4 separate regions of the Sus scrofa genome follow, and regions 2, 3 and 4 are each linked to region 1. A link is a contact called in public HiChIP or PLAC-seq data. All regions are on one chromosome and are shown on one strand. The core of a region is the stretch at or near the end of the contact, and the rest is flanking DNA. Distances in the headings are between cores, read along the strand shown.

Region 1 (3,680 bases), core at 605-3,104:
TAGCTTAGGTAGTCTAATTTTTTTTATTGTTATTTCCCCAACACAATTTTTTTTCCACTGTACAGCATGGGGACCCAGTTACACATACATGTATACGTACTTTTTTCTCCCATTGTCATGCTCTGTTGTATCTAGACATAGTCCTCAGTGCTACACAGCAGGATCTCATTGTTAATCCATTCCAAAAGCAACAGTTTGCATCTGTTAACCCCAATCCATCCCACTCCCTCCCCCTCCCCTTTGGCAACCACAAGTCTATTCTGCAAGTCCATGATTTTCTTTTCTGTGGAAAGGTTCATTTGTGCTATATATTAGATACTAGACATGAGTGATATCATATGGTATTTGTCTTTCTTCTTCCGACTTCCTTCACTCAATATGAGAGTCTCTAGTTCCATCCCGTTGTTGCAAATGGCATTATTTCATTCTTTTTTATGGCTCGGTAGTAGTATTCCATTGTGTATATAAACCACACCTTCCTAATCCAATAGTCTGTCAATGGACATTTGGGATTGGAAAAATTAATATTGTAAAAATAGCTATACTACCCAAAGCAATCTACAGATTCAATGCAATCCCTATCAAATCACCCATGTCATTTTTCACAGAACTAGAGCAAACAATCCAAAAATTTATATGGAACCACAAAAGACCCAGAATTGCCAAAGCAATCCTGAGAAACAAAAACCAAGTAGGAGGCATAACTCTTCCAGACCTCAAGCAATATTACAAAGCCACATTCGTCAACACAGTGTGGTACTGGTACCAAAACAGACGTACAGACCAATGGAACAGAACAGAGAACCCAGAAATAAACCCCAACACCTATGGTCAATTAATCTTTGACAAAGGAGGTAAGAGCAAGAATATAAAATGTTGAGCATATTTTCATGTGCCTATTGGCTGCCCATATATCTTCTTTGGAGAAATATCACTTATATTTAGAATCTAAAACATGACACAAATGAACCTATCTATAAAACAGAAACAGACTCATATAGAACAGACTTATGGTTACCAGGGGGGAGAGAGGAGGAGGGAGTAGAATGGACTGGGAGTTTGGGGTTGATATATGCAAACTATTACATTTAGAATTGATAAGCAATGAGGTCCTGCTGTACAGCACAGGGAACTATATCCAATATCTTAGGTTAGAACATGATGGAGGATAGTATGGGAAAAAAAATATATATATGTATGAGTGGCTCACTATGCTGTACAGCAGAAATTGACACAACAGTGTAAATCAACCACACTTTTTTTTAAAGGTGGGGGGAAAAAAAAAGCTTCTCCGCAGGCCTCTTACAAGACTCCTACTACCTTCAGAAATGGACCATTCACTAGAATTCCAATTTGGCACAGTGGAAACAAATCCAACTAGGAACCATGAGGTTGCGACTTTGATCCCTGGCCTTGCTTAGTGGGTTAAGGATCCGGTGTTGCCGTGAGCTGTGGTGTAGGTCACAGATGCAGCTTGGATCCTGTGTTGCTGTGGCTCTGGTGTAGGCCAGCAGCTGTAGCTCTGATTGGACCCCTAGCCTGGGAACCTCCATGTGCCATGGGTGTGGCCCTTAAAAGCAAAAAAAAAAAAAAAAAAAAAAAAAAGGAGGGGGGGAGATGGACCATTCACTCACAGATAGACCAGGCTAGTGTTGGCAGAAAACAATAAAACACCAGCATACTAAGTTTCTAAGAGGCTTCATTTCTGATTATCTTAAGGCTATTCTCAACTTCCTTCCCCCCATTTTAGATTATAAGTTTCCTAAATAGAGAGGTCCTAACATTTGACCTATATGTGGCTAGCAGTGTGAAGGATTTTTTTTTTTTAATGACATACTAATAACCACATGACTCTTTAAATTTCTCTCAGGCAGGAGGATAAAGGGGTCAGAGGTTTTGTGGAATGAGCATGAAAGTCTTCTGTATAAAGGTTGGCTGACTCATGTCTGTGGGTCAGAAGAGCTTTTTGCTTTAAGTTGGAAAATCTCTGACAGAGGTAGCACACTTTGTTGTCTTTCATTTGTCCTTTCCAACTATCAACTACAATAATTTTTAGCAGTTGATGTGTAGGTTTGTTTGGACACCCAAGATAATGTGTATCCCAGATAAAGAAGGTTGTTGCCGTAGGTTTCATCAGGAGAAACTTTTAGTTTTAGGGCTTTGTGTAGAGTGACTTTGGAGGGTCTTGTTTTTAGCAGTTGCTTCTTTTAAAAAAAATATTATAGTTGATTTATGATGTTCGGTCAATTTCTGATGTACAGCAAAGTGACCCACTCATACATATATACACACTGTTCTTCTCACATTATTTTCCATCATGTTCTATCCCAAAAAACTGGATATAGTTCCCTATGCTCCACAGCAGGACCTCATTGATTATCCATTCTAAATGTAACAGTTTGCATCTATTAACTCCAAACTTCTAGTCCATCCCACTCCCCTGCTCCCAGTTTCTTCCTTTCAGTAGCTATATTTTGTGGGATCACAGCTGTCAGGAGAGCTTCCTTTTGCCTTAACTCTTGGAAGTTACTGGAGAGCAATGAAACCCAGCCTATCAGTCAGAGTAGCTCGAAACTGGTTTGCCTGGAATAAAACCATCTTGGCCAACAGCACTGGCTTTGGCACAAGAGCTTGACCTTGGGCTTCCAACTCTGAGACTCACCTCTGACCTTTACCTTTTTTGATCCAACATTATCATGTGACTTGAGTGAAGCTACTGAGATAGCTTGGGTTTCAGAGGACGCTCTAATGAACATAAAACACAGGTAAGGCAGAGTGTTAAGAGCATTGACAAGGAACGAAGTATATGCTCATGAAAAGGCTGCTGGATTCCAGTCACAAGTAGGATGGAAAATAGAGCCAAAAAACTTGCTGCAGATTTTAGTACTGCTTCTGCCCTAGTGCAGGAACAGGAAGAGTACAGGGCATTTTTGTTCTTGATTTCTTTAAGAGGAAATAAAGTGTACTGTAAATTATGTATCTGGAGAGCTCTCACGGATAATTCTGATGTGTTAAGCCATTGATCTGCTCGCATTTTCAAGTATCCTTACATACCTGCCCACTCCTTCGGTAACTAGGCCATAGAGATCAGCTTAAACAAGTTTTATGTCATTTTTATAAAGACACATCCATTTCAGACCCAAGGAAAATGTGGCATTTTTAAGTGAGGGCAGCAAGCTTTACTTGTATGGCAAGCCTCTTTTTTTTTTTTCCTCTCTCTAAATCCAAGTAGAGAAGAAGGAAAGGATAAGATTGCCAACTCTCGCTGTTGGCAGAGACCCTGGAGGATGTTGTCTGCCCTTCCACCTGATGCCAGACAGGCCATTCAGACTCTTCCTCCAGCATCTCCAATAAGATAGAAAGGGCCCTCCTGGGAGGAACAGACTATCACTTATTGGCATTGAGTATTGGATTTGGGGGGGGGTTAATTTTCCTTATTTACACTCCTTTAACTTCCACTCTCAGAACTTATTTCTCCCATTTAGAACTGCCTCTTCTGGCTGACGGCACTTCTGGTATTTGAAAATATCAGCAGTGTCCTATCTCTCCTTCTCCAATATCAAGACCCTCAGTTGTTGGAAATACCACCAGGTGGCCAGAAGGAAGGATTCCTGGGGTTCTTTTCAAGACTGCTCCTTTTCTCGCCCTTCTCTCAGTGCCCGAGCCCTCCAGACACTCAG
Region 2 (4,181 bases), core at 1,208-3,707, 170 kb after region 1:
TAAGAAATATATACAGGGTATATAATCAGAAATGGCAAAAATCATAAAGGTGACTGGCAAATGACTAAAGTTTGGGAGACACAGTTCTAGCCCAAACCACCTCCACCCAAACTCCCTAAAAATGTACCTAAATCCACCAAGGTTCTGTTTCTGCATTCTAAGATGATCACTATGAGAAGTTCCTGTCATCACTCAGTGGAAATGAATCTGACTAGTTTCCAAGAGAACGCAGGTTCGATCCCTGGACTTTCTCAGTGGATTAAGCATCCGGCATTGCTGTGAGGTGTGGTATAGGTCACAGATGCAGCTCAGATCTGGCGTTGCTGTGGCTCTGGCATAGGCCAGAGGCTACAGCTACAATTCAACCCCTAGCCTGGGAAACTCCACATGCCTGGGTACAGCCCTAAAAAGACCAAAAAAAAAAAAAAAAAAAAACCCACTATGTAGGAAATTTAGGTATAAATTAATCCAGATACACTAGTCACAGAGGCTCTCACCCCTGAGTAAAATAGTTGATTTTTGAGAACTTTAACTCAAAGATTCCCTTTGGAAGAAATATCAAGTTATCATGACTAGTGTCAAAATTGGTCAGAGAGTTCTGTTCAGAATGAAATGAGTTCTGGAAGTGACTTCCCATTTACATTATCTAGATTGTTTTACTCTTCAACTGTTTTCCCTAGTTGTTTTTGGATTTATGTGCTGGTTTGTTTTTAGATGGTATACTGATAGAGATGAAAGTCTTTCCTAAATGGAGTACTTTTGCAAACAGATACGATCGGAGAATGATGGTTTAGAGGGGTGTGTTCTACCTACTTTGCTGACATAGTGTAGTCTGGATATCTCCATAGTATATATTTGAGTGGTTTTACTAAAATTCTTTCTAGTGAGATTTAGGCAAGGAGCTGGGTGGAAGTTGCTTTGTATTTTTGGCACTCTCTGGAAGGAGAAAATAAAATGAGAACAGAGCTGTTCCAAGTACAAGTCCAGGCTGATTATCAGCAAGGTAAACAGTGCAACACTATCCTCATGTAAATGTAAATATTTTGCTCATTGTTTAGGGGCTGCTAGAAGAAAGAGTTGGAAAATGCCATCCCTACTTCTATATGGAAGAAAGCCCCACATGCACTAAATTTTAAATCATTAAAGAACTATTGAAATAATCTTAATATTCAGTGGAGAAACTAGTTGCTCATTTAAATTATCTGTAGGATTTTTGAAATCCATGTGACAAAACACATATAGTGATAAAAATAATCCTTCCCCTTGAAAAAAAACCCCTAGACTAAAACCCAGAAGGTTCTACCTGCTAGTCTCAGCTCTATCCACTGCCTCGTTGTCTATTGACCTTGAAAAAGTCATTTAGTTTCTCAGGACTCGGTTTTTTAACCCTGAAATGAGAGAATTAGATTAGATAGATTCCCTTTAGGATAAAAAATAAATAAAACATTACTTTTATGACAGCAATTATTACCAAAGTGAATAAACTGAATATCCTAAATAAAGAGGATATTGGGATAAAAGAGTTTCTGAATGACCAAGCAATGAAATTACAGAAAATAACAAGCACAAATGATATGCTTTTTTTAAAAGCACGGCTGTCGGCAAGTACTAAATTACATTTGGACATCGAAAAGCCATGAAAGGATTCACGCAAACAAAAAGAAACAATATGAGATAAGAAGCATACACAGTCATGTTGTAGCCATAATACTGTCCAACTCATTGGACCAGAGAAGAAACAAATTTGCTATATATTTCCATTTGTAAAACATGCACACCATCTGGGTCATTGTGACATGGATTGAATGTCAAGTTACTCCTTAACTGGAATCAATGCATAAAAGCTCCATTTCTGAGCAGGTGGAAAGGGAGCCACAGCCAGGCTGGAACCATTAGAAAATATTTTTAGGGCCACACTTATATTCATTTCATAAAATAATGTACTTGTCACTGTCTACTTGTATACTGTACGGTCTAAGAATAACTTTCAAATTAAAATATGATTATTGCTCCCCTTAAAATTGTCCTGGCAAAATTTTCTCTTTTCTGCCCCTCCAAATGGGACCAGTCATTGACTCATTACTCCGAAGCAGACATATTCAATTGAGAGAGAAAAAAACAAGCCACATATAAAGCAAAACTGTAAGGGCTGCAAGCAGCCTTGGCCACATTTATGAAAGATTAGGATAATCCTCGCTAGTCTGTCCTGATGGCTGGAGATGGATTAAATTACTTTCTGAGTTTCTTTTAGGATCAAGATGCCATAGAAAGTTTCAGTACTTGGTACAGTTAAAGGGAGAAAAGACTGTATTTGCTTATTTTTAAAAAATTATCTTTGTACGTGGATAAATACTTGTATATTTTACATTGGATTCCTTGTAACTATTTTCAGAGACACCATTTACTTAGAAGACAGCTGGGTAATGCAGTGAAATCCTGTGGGTGGAGGTGAAATGTCTTAACAGGAAGTAATTTATCTTCCTCGTGGGTTATCAGGATATGTTGATGACTAGACTTGTTACTCAAATGATTTCCTAACGACTTCAAAGGAAACGATGTTGAATCTAAAACCGTCTAGCACTGGAAAGCCTTGTGTGGGTTTCAACTCTGCCTCAAGGACCACATTTTCCAAGGGGTCAGAAGACAAGGTATATATAGAATTTCAAATATCATCTACCATAGTGGCTATACTCTGAGGCCTAAACATGTCACAAGAGGCTGCTAGTAGAAACAAGCAAATCCTTGCTGCATGGTAGAGTGAATTTTTGTAGAGAACATTCCAAAACACCCTTCAAGATTACCAAGGGGGGAAAAAAAGGACAGAAATATAAATGTAGAGTCTGATGGAAACCTAAAGCACAAGGGAGCAGATAGTTGTCATTTTGGGCTGAATACAAAAATTCCAAGAAGCAGAAGAAAAACAAATTTTAACTAAGTGTCGTCTTTCCCATTCAAAACGAAACTCTGCATAAGTAATCTCATGCAGGTTGTGAAGCTCTTACACGAAACTAACCAAAAAAATATATATATATTATATATATATATATACACATACACCAGAATTGCAGGAGCAGTTGCAGGTATGTTTGTTTTTAACCTGAAACACAAAACTGAGCCATAAAAAGTACAGTTGACCACATATGTTAGTTTTCTTCACTTTTAGAACTGGCCAATGTTAAAACTTCAGAATGAAGAAACTGCATCATTCAGACATTAAAAATGCCTTTCTAGGAGTTCCCATTGTGGTTCAGTGGCCTAAGAACCTGACATAGTCTCTTTGAGGATGTGGGTTCAATTCCTGGCATTGCTCGGTGGATTAAGGATATGGTGTTGCCACAGGCTGCAGCATAGGTCACAGGTGCAGCTCAGAGCTGGTGTTGCTATGGCTATGGCATAGGCCAGCAGCTGCAGCTCTGATTAGACCACTAGCCTGGGAATTCCCATATGCTGCAAGTACAGCCCTAAAAAAAAAAAAGGAAGAAAAAAAATGTCTTTCTAAACTTTACTGTAGTAATTAAACACCACAACCATATTTTTCAAAAATATATCAAAATAAAACCAACAAGGAAACAGAATTGTGGAATTCCCTGACTTTGTGTTGAAAGTATTTCAGAGTTCCTATCGTGGCTCAGTGGTTAACAAACCTGACTAGCATCCATGAGGACATGGGTTCAATTCCTGGCCTCACTCAGTGGGTTAAGGATCTGGTGTTGCTGTGGCTGTGGTGTAGGCCAGCAGCTATAGCTCCAATTCGACCCCAGCATGGGAACCTCCATATGCTGTGAGTGCAGCCCTAAAATAGCAAAAGGGGGGGGGCATTTCAATAGCAGCCTCTGTATGACACCAGAACACCTTAAATGTGTGTTGTATTTAACTTTTTTTTTTCCAGAGGAATAAAGAAGTAAACTTTTTTACAGTAAGTAAGTTGGCATTTCATTAAACAGAAAAGCAAACCGGATGTCTGAACCACATGCACTAAAGATTTCAGAATGACACTGCAAGCAAATTATATATGCAGTGTTTGTTTTCAGAAAAAAAGCAATGCTCGGAAAGAACTGAATTATGTGTGGATTCTATGAAAACAATGATGAGGTAGGGTGTAGTTGGCGAAGGTAAGATTTGGAGGGTTTTTTTGTTTTTTGTTTTTTTCACTTAAAATACTCTGGACTCACTTGTGTGTG
Region 3 (3,708 bases), core at 1,134-3,633, 230 kb after region 1:
TTTTCCCATATAGGTATTATAGAGTATTAAGTAGATTTCCCCATGCTATACAGTAGGTCCTTGCTACCTATCTATTTTATATATAGTAGTGTGTATATATTAATCCAAACCTTCTAATTGATCCCTTTCTCCAATGTTTCCCCTTTGGTAACCATAAATTTGGTTTCAAAATCTTTGAGTCTGTTTCTGTTTTGTGAATAAGTTCTTTTGTATCATTTTTATTAGATTCCACATATTAGTGATCTTATGTGCTATTTATCTTTCCTAATCTGACTGACTTCACTTAGTATGATGATCTCTAGGTCCATTCATGTTGCTGTAGATGGCATTATTTCATTCTTTTTGTGGCTGAGGAATATTTCATTGTAATATGTACTACATCTTCTTCTGTTGATGGACATTTAGGTTGCTTCCATGTTTTGACTTGTAAATAGAAGGCATAAGGAAGAGCAGGATATCAAGGCAGAAAAACATATCCCTAAAAGAAGAAAAATCCTAGAAAATATAGTCGCTGTCCAGGTTGAGTCAATACACAATGAAATACTCCTCAGCCATAAAGAACAAAATAATGCCATTGGCAGCAACATGGATGCAGCTAGACTCTCATACCAAGTGAACTCAGAAAGAGAAAGACAAATACCATGTGACATTACCTATATGTGGAATTCAAAATATGACAAAAATAAACCTATCTACAAAACAGAAACAAATGCTCAGATGTAGAGAACAGACCTGTTGGTTGCCAAGAGGGAAGGGAGAAGGAGTGGGATGAATGGGGAGTTTGGGGCCAGTAGGTGCAAACCACTACATTTAGAATGGATAAGCAACGAGGTCCCACTCTACAGCACAGGGAACTATATTCAGTCTCCTGGGATATACCATGATGGAATATGAGAAAAAGAATGTACGTATGCATGACTGGTCACTTTCCTGCACAACAGAAGCTGACACAACATTGCAAATCCAATAAATATTAAAAAAAAAAAATGGTTATCACATATCTTCAGACTCTATGTTCATGGAGTAATTTGGGAATAAATCCATAATTTGCTGCTGGGTACTGTAGTACTTCGCAGTCTGCTGTATTACATTATGATTTTCCCTGGCAGTTTTTGGGTGGCTTCCAAATCACTGACAGGAGAATTTTGCTCCAGGCACTGGAGCTGGGGCTTCAGGAATTCCTTGACACAGTTTTGAACTGGTTGTTCCAAGTTTGGTTATTCCAGGCTTGGGGGCACCAGGTCTGGCTCTTCCAGGTTTGGTTGCTCTAAGACTGGCTGTTCCAGGTCTGTTTGCTCCATGATGGGTTATTCCAACTCTGGTTACCCTTCATGGGCAGGTTTCCAGAAGTGTTCACCAGGCATATTTGGTGGTAGGAATAGAAGCCTGGGGATTCTGTACTGGCTAAGCCCTAAATCACACTGTTGCTATTCCTTGGACAGTTGTTTTTCTGCCACCTCTTAGAGTTCATTAGCTTGTTCTGGAACCAGGTCTTAACCTATTTGTAGCTAAGGTTCAGGATATTGGAAAGTCCTTGCGAATGCTGGAGGCTGAGGTATTTCTGCTTCTGAAAACTGTCATTGATGACACAGAGCTGGGTCTGAGAGAACACAGTTCTTACCGTCTACTTCTTGACTGGAACCTTTACTTCTTTCTTTTCTGTGCTCTTCTCTTCAGACATGGGCAGTGGTTTTATTCTGGGGCATGTGGGAGAATCAGGGCTGTTCAGTTTCTGTGTTGAGGGTTTAAGCACATGACATCTGCAAGGAGACATAATTTTCTACAGACCTGTAAACGTCAGGCATTGGTGAAGATTCCCTAGAATTGGATGCTTTGGGGACAAGCTGGATCCACACTCATGCTGAGTTGAAGAGGGAAAAGAAAAAAAGAAAAAAAACAAAAACAAAGAGCTAAATTGTAGGAAAAGTCCAGGCTTTAAGTTTTTAGGTAAAAGAGCTTAGAAGAATATGAAGATCTCCTCCCAGTATAAAAGTATCAAAAAAATGGGATGAAGTGAGTCACCTTTGCAGTAACAGGCGCTAAACAGCCCAATCTAGCAAAATGAGCCTATTTAAAAAAATTTTTTAATGTAAAGCTGTATGAGATATTGGTATATTTTGGAGATTAATCCCTTGTTGATTGCTTCATTTGCAAAGGGGATAGATTACTTTTGATTGTGGACTAGAAAGGAAAGTTTTTGGTCGTCTCCTCACCCTACATAGTTTCCTGAGCAGTTTCATTTTTGGCCACGGTTTCTGTTGCGACTTCCCGTATTTCTATTTATAACTATTTCCATTTCATTGCCAATTTGATATTTTTATCTGGAGGTATGTTCTTCTATATTATAAACTAAAAATTTCTGAAACTAAACTGAACCACTCCTACCCCAAAACAATTTCAAAAACTGCTTTTCCTCTTATAATGAATATCATGATTGATATACCACAGTATACACATGACTCCAGCAAAAATTAAGTCATTCTTAACTTTTCTTTTGCTTTCATTATCTACACTCAGTTGGTCTCTAAATTTTAATAGATTACCATTTGCATGTATCTCTTGATCCATTTCCTCCTTCCACTCTTGTCTGCCTGCCTTTGAGTTCTTCAGCTTATTATTACATTTGGCATGAACTGCATCTCTGCCAGCAGATTTGTGCCCTTTTAATCTCATCCAGGTTTCCAAGAAGTGGACTTCCTAATGTGAAAATTAGATCATGTCATACTCCTGTTGAAAATGCCTCAGCTGCTTCCCTCCTTCATCTTCACATACCAAAAAAAAAAAAAAACAAACAAAAAAAAAACCTTTTTTGTTTATAAATATATTAGAAGGATAGCACATTTTTATTTATCAAAATAAGACATGCATTTTGAAAAGCTGGGGGAAAAAAACAGGCCCAGGCAATAAAATCTAAACTTCTTAGCATAGCAAGCAAAGATACTTATGATCTGGCCTCTTCTGACTTCTCCAAATTAATTGGGAGGAGGAAAAGACCCCCTTCTGCTGTGGTCGCCTATAGCCTGAGAGCTCCACATGCTGTTCTGCTGTCTTAGTGCAATGATGCTATCCTCAACTCCAAACACATACTTAGCTTCCAAGAGCTACCTACTGCATCTATTTGTAGAGCTTTCCTTGTTTCTTTAAGAAATTACTGTTTCATGTATGTAAGTCTGTCATGGCCTTTTTTCTGCTTTTGCAATTATTTGCTTGCTTGTACCATTTTTTGCTTTAAGGCTGTATGACCATGGCTGAAAGCATATGTTCTGTAGCTAGACTGCTAAATCCTGACTGCCTATATCCGGGTGACCTTAGACACATTACTTCTTTTCTTTGTGCATCATTTTCTTCATCTTTAATAATCTCTACTTTAGATAAAGTATAATGCGTGTATTAGTATCATCTTCAACTTGAAGATTATATGAGGAAAACAACTTTAAGTCCTTAGTGCTAACTATAAAGTAGATAAGAAGCCTCTGCCCCACTGTACAAGGAATGTGAGAGGGCACTGGCTTTGTATCACATAATCCTTGATTCCATGCTGGCTTGCAGTCCTGGTAACAGTGTGACCTGGATCTTAGGCACTGTTGTAAATCTCATGGTCCTTATCTGTTAAAAAAGGGTCATGCTTGTAAGGATTAAAAGAGTGTTGAGCACCTATTACACACAGTGACTGTTTGACCGCTGGGGTTAGAGTTAAGAAAAATGAAG
Region 4 (4,277 bases), core at 15-2,514, 140 kb after region 1:
TTTTTTGTTGTGTTTGTAGGAGAGGGTGAGCGTGTCTCCCTACTCCTCCGCCATCTTGTCCTCTCTCCAGGACTGATAACTTTTTTACATTTAGTTGAAGAGTAGTCTCCAGCCTACTTCCATACACTTCCCAACCCATTGTAATCTGGCTCCAGTGCTAATCTGTATCTCAGCGCCCACAGAAACTTCTCTCACTGAGGCCAACAATAAGCTTTTCATTTCTGAAACAAATGGATACCCCTCGGTCCTATTCTTACTAAATTCCTGTAGGAGATACTGAAAATCATCATTTTCCCATCCTTTTTGCTAACAGAAACTTTTATTTTTTATCCCTCAGTTCTCAGGGATGAGTCATGATTGATCTAACCAGTTATGACAACTCGTTCCACTTTGTCAATGATTAATCAGGGAGTGGGAAGGAGCCTTGGTCAATGAGACACAAGAAGAGGTCTGATGAGTCCCCTGGGAAAGATTTTCTTCCTGAAAGAGAATGAGATGCCTGAAGAGAAAGGCTTATTGTCTCCACTACTCTTGCCTTCTGCTTGGAATGCTCTCAGTTGCTTGAGTGTCCAGCCTAGAACTTTGAGACATTTTTAACACACTGACAGTGGCAAAGCAGAAGGATGGAACGACCGGAGACCACCCACCTCAGACTGCTTGATAAGTCATTTGTATAACATAATTCACTCTCATTCCTTTACTTGCAGCTAAATGTATCCTAATTAATACACCCTCTCTCTGTAGTATTTGATATTGTTTTCCCTTAAAAATTCTCCTCTCTATGACCCCAGTCAGCTCTGGTTCTCCTCTCTGTGCTCCTCTTTCTTCACATGTCTTCAAATATAGGTGCTTCCTCAAGGATTAATCTTTAGTCTCTTCTGTGTTTTCCTTGAGTTGTCTCTTGAGGAGAGTCCCTCTGGATCCACTGCTTTCATTACCACCCACCTTCTGACAAGTCCCTCAGACCTCTCTCCCAGGCTCTATGGCAAGAGGTTTAAAACCAAATTCAATCATTTTTCCTTTGCAGACATTCTCTTCCTCCTGTATTTCTCATCTCAGTGGATGCTACAACCTCTGCCCAGTCACCCAAGACAATAACCTGGGCATGATTCTAATCTTTCTTCCTCAATTATTCATATGCTCTCCTAGTCTTCACCACTGCAAATGGGTTACAAAGTCATGTTCAGTAACCTCCAAGATATTTTTAGAATCCATCCTCTCCACTCTCACTGCCACCTCATTAGTTAACACTTTCTCATCTCTTGCTAAAACAATTGCAAGGCCCTCTTCACTGACTCATTCCCTAGTCTTTCCTCCTTCACTCAACCCTCTGCACTTGCCTCAAGGACGATTTTGGTTATCATCCCCGCTTCATCTTTCCCCAACTCTTTTAAAATGGCATTCAAGGTCCTTCATTTGACCTCAGAGCACTCATCTAGTTCCATATCTTCTGGATGTGATCTGATGAAGGGACCTTTTTTTTCTTTTGCAAAATCTAATTTCTACACTCACCTCTACTCTATCCACCTTGTGTGCTCTCATTTATCTTCAGTTCATGTCTTCTTTCAGCTGTGAAGACTCTCTTTATCCTCACCACCCTCTTCCCCTTCTTCTCTCCTCCAAGAAAGTTAGATATTCCTCCAGACTATCTTGTGATACTTCTACCATGGCATCTCTCAACCAATTCTGGAGTCATTAATGACTTTGTCCAATCTCCATTAGATTCTGAGCAACTTAAGGACAAGGACTGTCTTGTTCATGTTTTCACTCCAATGTCTAACAAGGTACTACCAGATAGTAACAGTAAATGCTTAATGAAGGAAGAATTAAATGAGTGAATGATGTTCTAATTCTCAGGGAATTTGCAGTTTACGAAAAGAGGAACCACTATCCATAAAAAGGAATCTCAAATTAGTTGATATACCATATGAGGGTCCAAAGGGGAGGCATTTCCCTGATGCTGGTTAATCACATTATATGGACAATTATTAATCCACAGTAACATCCCTGTCTCACCTATTGGGTAAATGTTCTTCCTGAAAATATCAGAAGTTTTGGCCTCTCAGCAAGGCACTTCACAGGCTATAGGTTGTCCAAAATTATTTATAGCCTTTAGTGAATATACTATGATGTTTTCGATGTGGTAATAATTCCTTTAAGAAACTTGACTAAAAAGTATAGTCCTTCTTAAAAGATGAATTCAGAAATTTTAAGGAATGCGTCTGAATATGTATAGACAAGAAGGATAATGACTTTATTCATGCTGTACATTTAAGATCCAGGTATAAGTAACTATGCAGAATTGTTAGATTCAGTGTACACACTGTTTAACATAACATGAGCAGATTCAGTCATTTAAAAGATATGGTTATCACTAACTGCAGGACCAGTTGTACTGGAGCTTGTGCATCTCCCTGATTCAGATCAATTCTTTACCTTGCTCTGTGCTCCAGAGAAGCTGACCTCTGTGCACTCTATCTATTTGGCTCCTGGGCTCTCTGACTTCTTGGGTTTGGCCAATGAGCATCACCTGCAAAAGGTCAGGAGGGAGAAAGAGACAGAGTACTTGTACCCTGCCAGGTCACGGTTAGACAGTGACTGCATTCCTCAATGAAATGCCACAGTTCCTGTTAGGTGGACCACTCCAGATTTCTGTAAGCTCCCCCTCTTCTTGCCTCTTAGGCATAGAGGACATAGGGATGGTAATAGCAGTCTGTTGTTGCTAACACAGGAAGGTTCACTATTTCCTGTTGGTTTCCCTCAGCCCTGCCCTCACCCTTGCATATATCCCACACATTGAACCCTCTTTATTCATCCAGTTTGAATACCACCTGTTTTCTGCTTGGCTGTCAACTCATGTGATCAGGATGTTTAGGGAGAGGAGGAGGATTACTCTATTTACACCATCACCCATCTTTGTTTGCTCAAAACCACATCCACCTGTGGGTACAAAAGTGTCCCAATAACAGCAATAAAACAGTATTTTGAGGTGGTCCACTGCAGAATTTTGGTTTTCTGTCTCTCTGTGTAATTCCAACATAATAACTCAATAACCTGAGGTGGGGGGGGGGGCATTCATCTGTTTCAGAACTAAGACACTTGCTCCCAATAAACTGGATACAAGAGCTCTCCTGAGGAAGCTGCTAATCTTCAAGGCACATTAAACATCACTGGGCTAATAAAACATCACAAGAAATACGACAAGATAGAAAGAAAACATATTACTCAGAAATCCTTTCGAGAGGAATACAATATGTGGTTACTAGACATATTTCCATGAGTTGGAGGAAGAAAGAAAATTGAGTGAGATTACCTCTGCCAGCTCTGCTATAGTAATAACAGGTGGTCCAGCCTCTGAGAATAGTGGATTGGGTTAGTGTGGAGAATTATGCCTGGATGGATATGTTTTCCCAGATCAGAGCTGGAGTGAAATTTCTTTGAGCCAAGTAAAAAAGTCTGAAATTGCTCCCATTGACTCTTTTTGCCTCCTTTCCCAATAGAGCTAGGACTTTCTCCCCTAAGAAGTTGGTGTCACAGGACATCAAAGGAAGAGATGCCAAATTATTCACCTGCCCAGGGTGCCCACCTAGGTGCTTCTGCCCCAATCCTGACCACTGAGTGGTAAAAAACAGTCACTTTTTCTTCTCCAGCATTGACTTGACCTCCTTGACCCTGGTCTGTCAGTGTAGTGTCTTCTTCCTCTTAACCAATATGTCTTGGCCTCTACTTGTAAATGGATCATGTGGAGGTGGCACAAATGCCTTCTACCCCTGCTTGTGACACAAGTTCACAAAACAGCTGTCTTGGGTTTCCAGTTTTAACAAAGGTTTTTGTAATATACCTCATCACTGTCATTGTTGTTCTTAACTTGCATTTTTATTGCTGCCCTCCCCAGGATTTTTTTTTTTTTTTTTTTTTTTTGCCTTTTCAGGGCCCCACTTGTGGCATGTGGAGGTTCCCAGGCTAGGGGTTATATTGGAGCTATAGTGGCTGGCCTACACCACAGCCACAGCAATGCCAGATCTGAACTACGTCAGTGAACTACACCACATTTCAGGGCAACGCTGGATCCTTAACCTATTGAGCGAGGCCAGGGATTGAACCTACAACTGAACCAGGGGTTGAATCTGATGCTAGTCAGATTCATTTCCGCTGAGCCACGACAGGAAATCCTCTCCCCAGGATTTAACCGAGCATCTAAGAGACTGAGTTGAGGGCAAGATTTTTTGCATTTAAAAACCATTCTCGGAGTTCCTGTCGTGGATCAGTGGTTAACA

The links. HiChIP or PLAC-seq counts read pairs in DNA pulled down with a chosen protein or histone mark.
Region 2: an H3K27ac HiChIP or PLAC-seq map of alveolar macrophages shows a contact between it and region 1. The contact joins two enhancer-like sites. A contact is called at or near these places in 2 of 2 datasets of contacts at active chromatin or transcription factors (alveolar macrophages and skeletal muscle).
Region 3: a contact with region 1 is called in an H3K27ac HiChIP or PLAC-seq map of alveolar macrophages. The contact joins two enhancer-like sites. A contact is called at or near these places in 2 of 47 Hi-C or Micro-C datasets (embryonic fibroblasts and epiblast stem cells) and 2 of 2 datasets of contacts at active chromatin or transcription factors (alveolar macrophages and skeletal muscle).
Region 4: a contact with region 1 is called in an H3K27ac HiChIP or PLAC-seq map of alveolar macrophages. The contact joins two enhancer-like sites. A contact is called at or near these places in 2 of 2 datasets of contacts at active chromatin or transcription factors (alveolar macrophages and skeletal muscle).

What each region holds. Positions count from the first base shown.
Region 1 is chr1:190,426,232-190,429,911 of Sscrofa11.1, forward strand. All of the region lies in intron 12 of PRKCH (protein kinase C eta type), which reads left to right. Among named protein-coding and RNA genes, the nearest start is that of HIF1A, 200 kb to the right of the region's middle. Within about 2 kb of position 1,855, at least 4 of the 83 cell types and tissues checked have an H3K27ac peak or open chromatin away from gene starts, as enhancers often do. A contact at or near this core is called in alveolar macrophages, where this site is marked.
Region 2 is chr1:190,592,839-190,597,019 of Sscrofa11.1, forward strand. No RefSeq gene overlaps it. Among named protein-coding and RNA genes, the nearest start is that of HIF1A, 31 kb to the right of the region's middle. Within about 2 kb of position 2,458, at least 8 of the 83 cell types and tissues checked have an H3K27ac peak or open chromatin away from gene starts, as enhancers often do. A contact at or near this core is called in alveolar macrophages, where this site is marked.
Region 3 is chr1:190,655,093-190,658,800 of Sscrofa11.1, forward strand. All of the region lies in intron 6 of HIF1A (hypoxia inducible factor 1, alpha subunit (basic helix-loop-helix transcription factor)), which reads left to right. It also overlaps the pseudogene LOC106507611. Among named protein-coding and RNA genes, the nearest start is that of SNAPC1, 21 kb to the right of the region's middle. Within about 2 kb of position 2,384, at least 12 of the 83 cell types and tissues checked have an H3K27ac peak or open chromatin away from gene starts, as enhancers often do. A contact at or near this core is called in alveolar macrophages, where this site is marked.
Region 4 is chr1:190,565,672-190,569,948 of Sscrofa11.1, forward strand. No RefSeq gene overlaps it. Among named protein-coding and RNA genes, the nearest start is that of HIF1A, 58 kb to the right of the region's middle. Within about 2 kb of position 1,265, at least 4 of the 83 cell types and tissues checked have an H3K27ac peak or open chromatin away from gene starts, as enhancers often do. A contact at or near this core is called in alveolar macrophages, where this site is marked.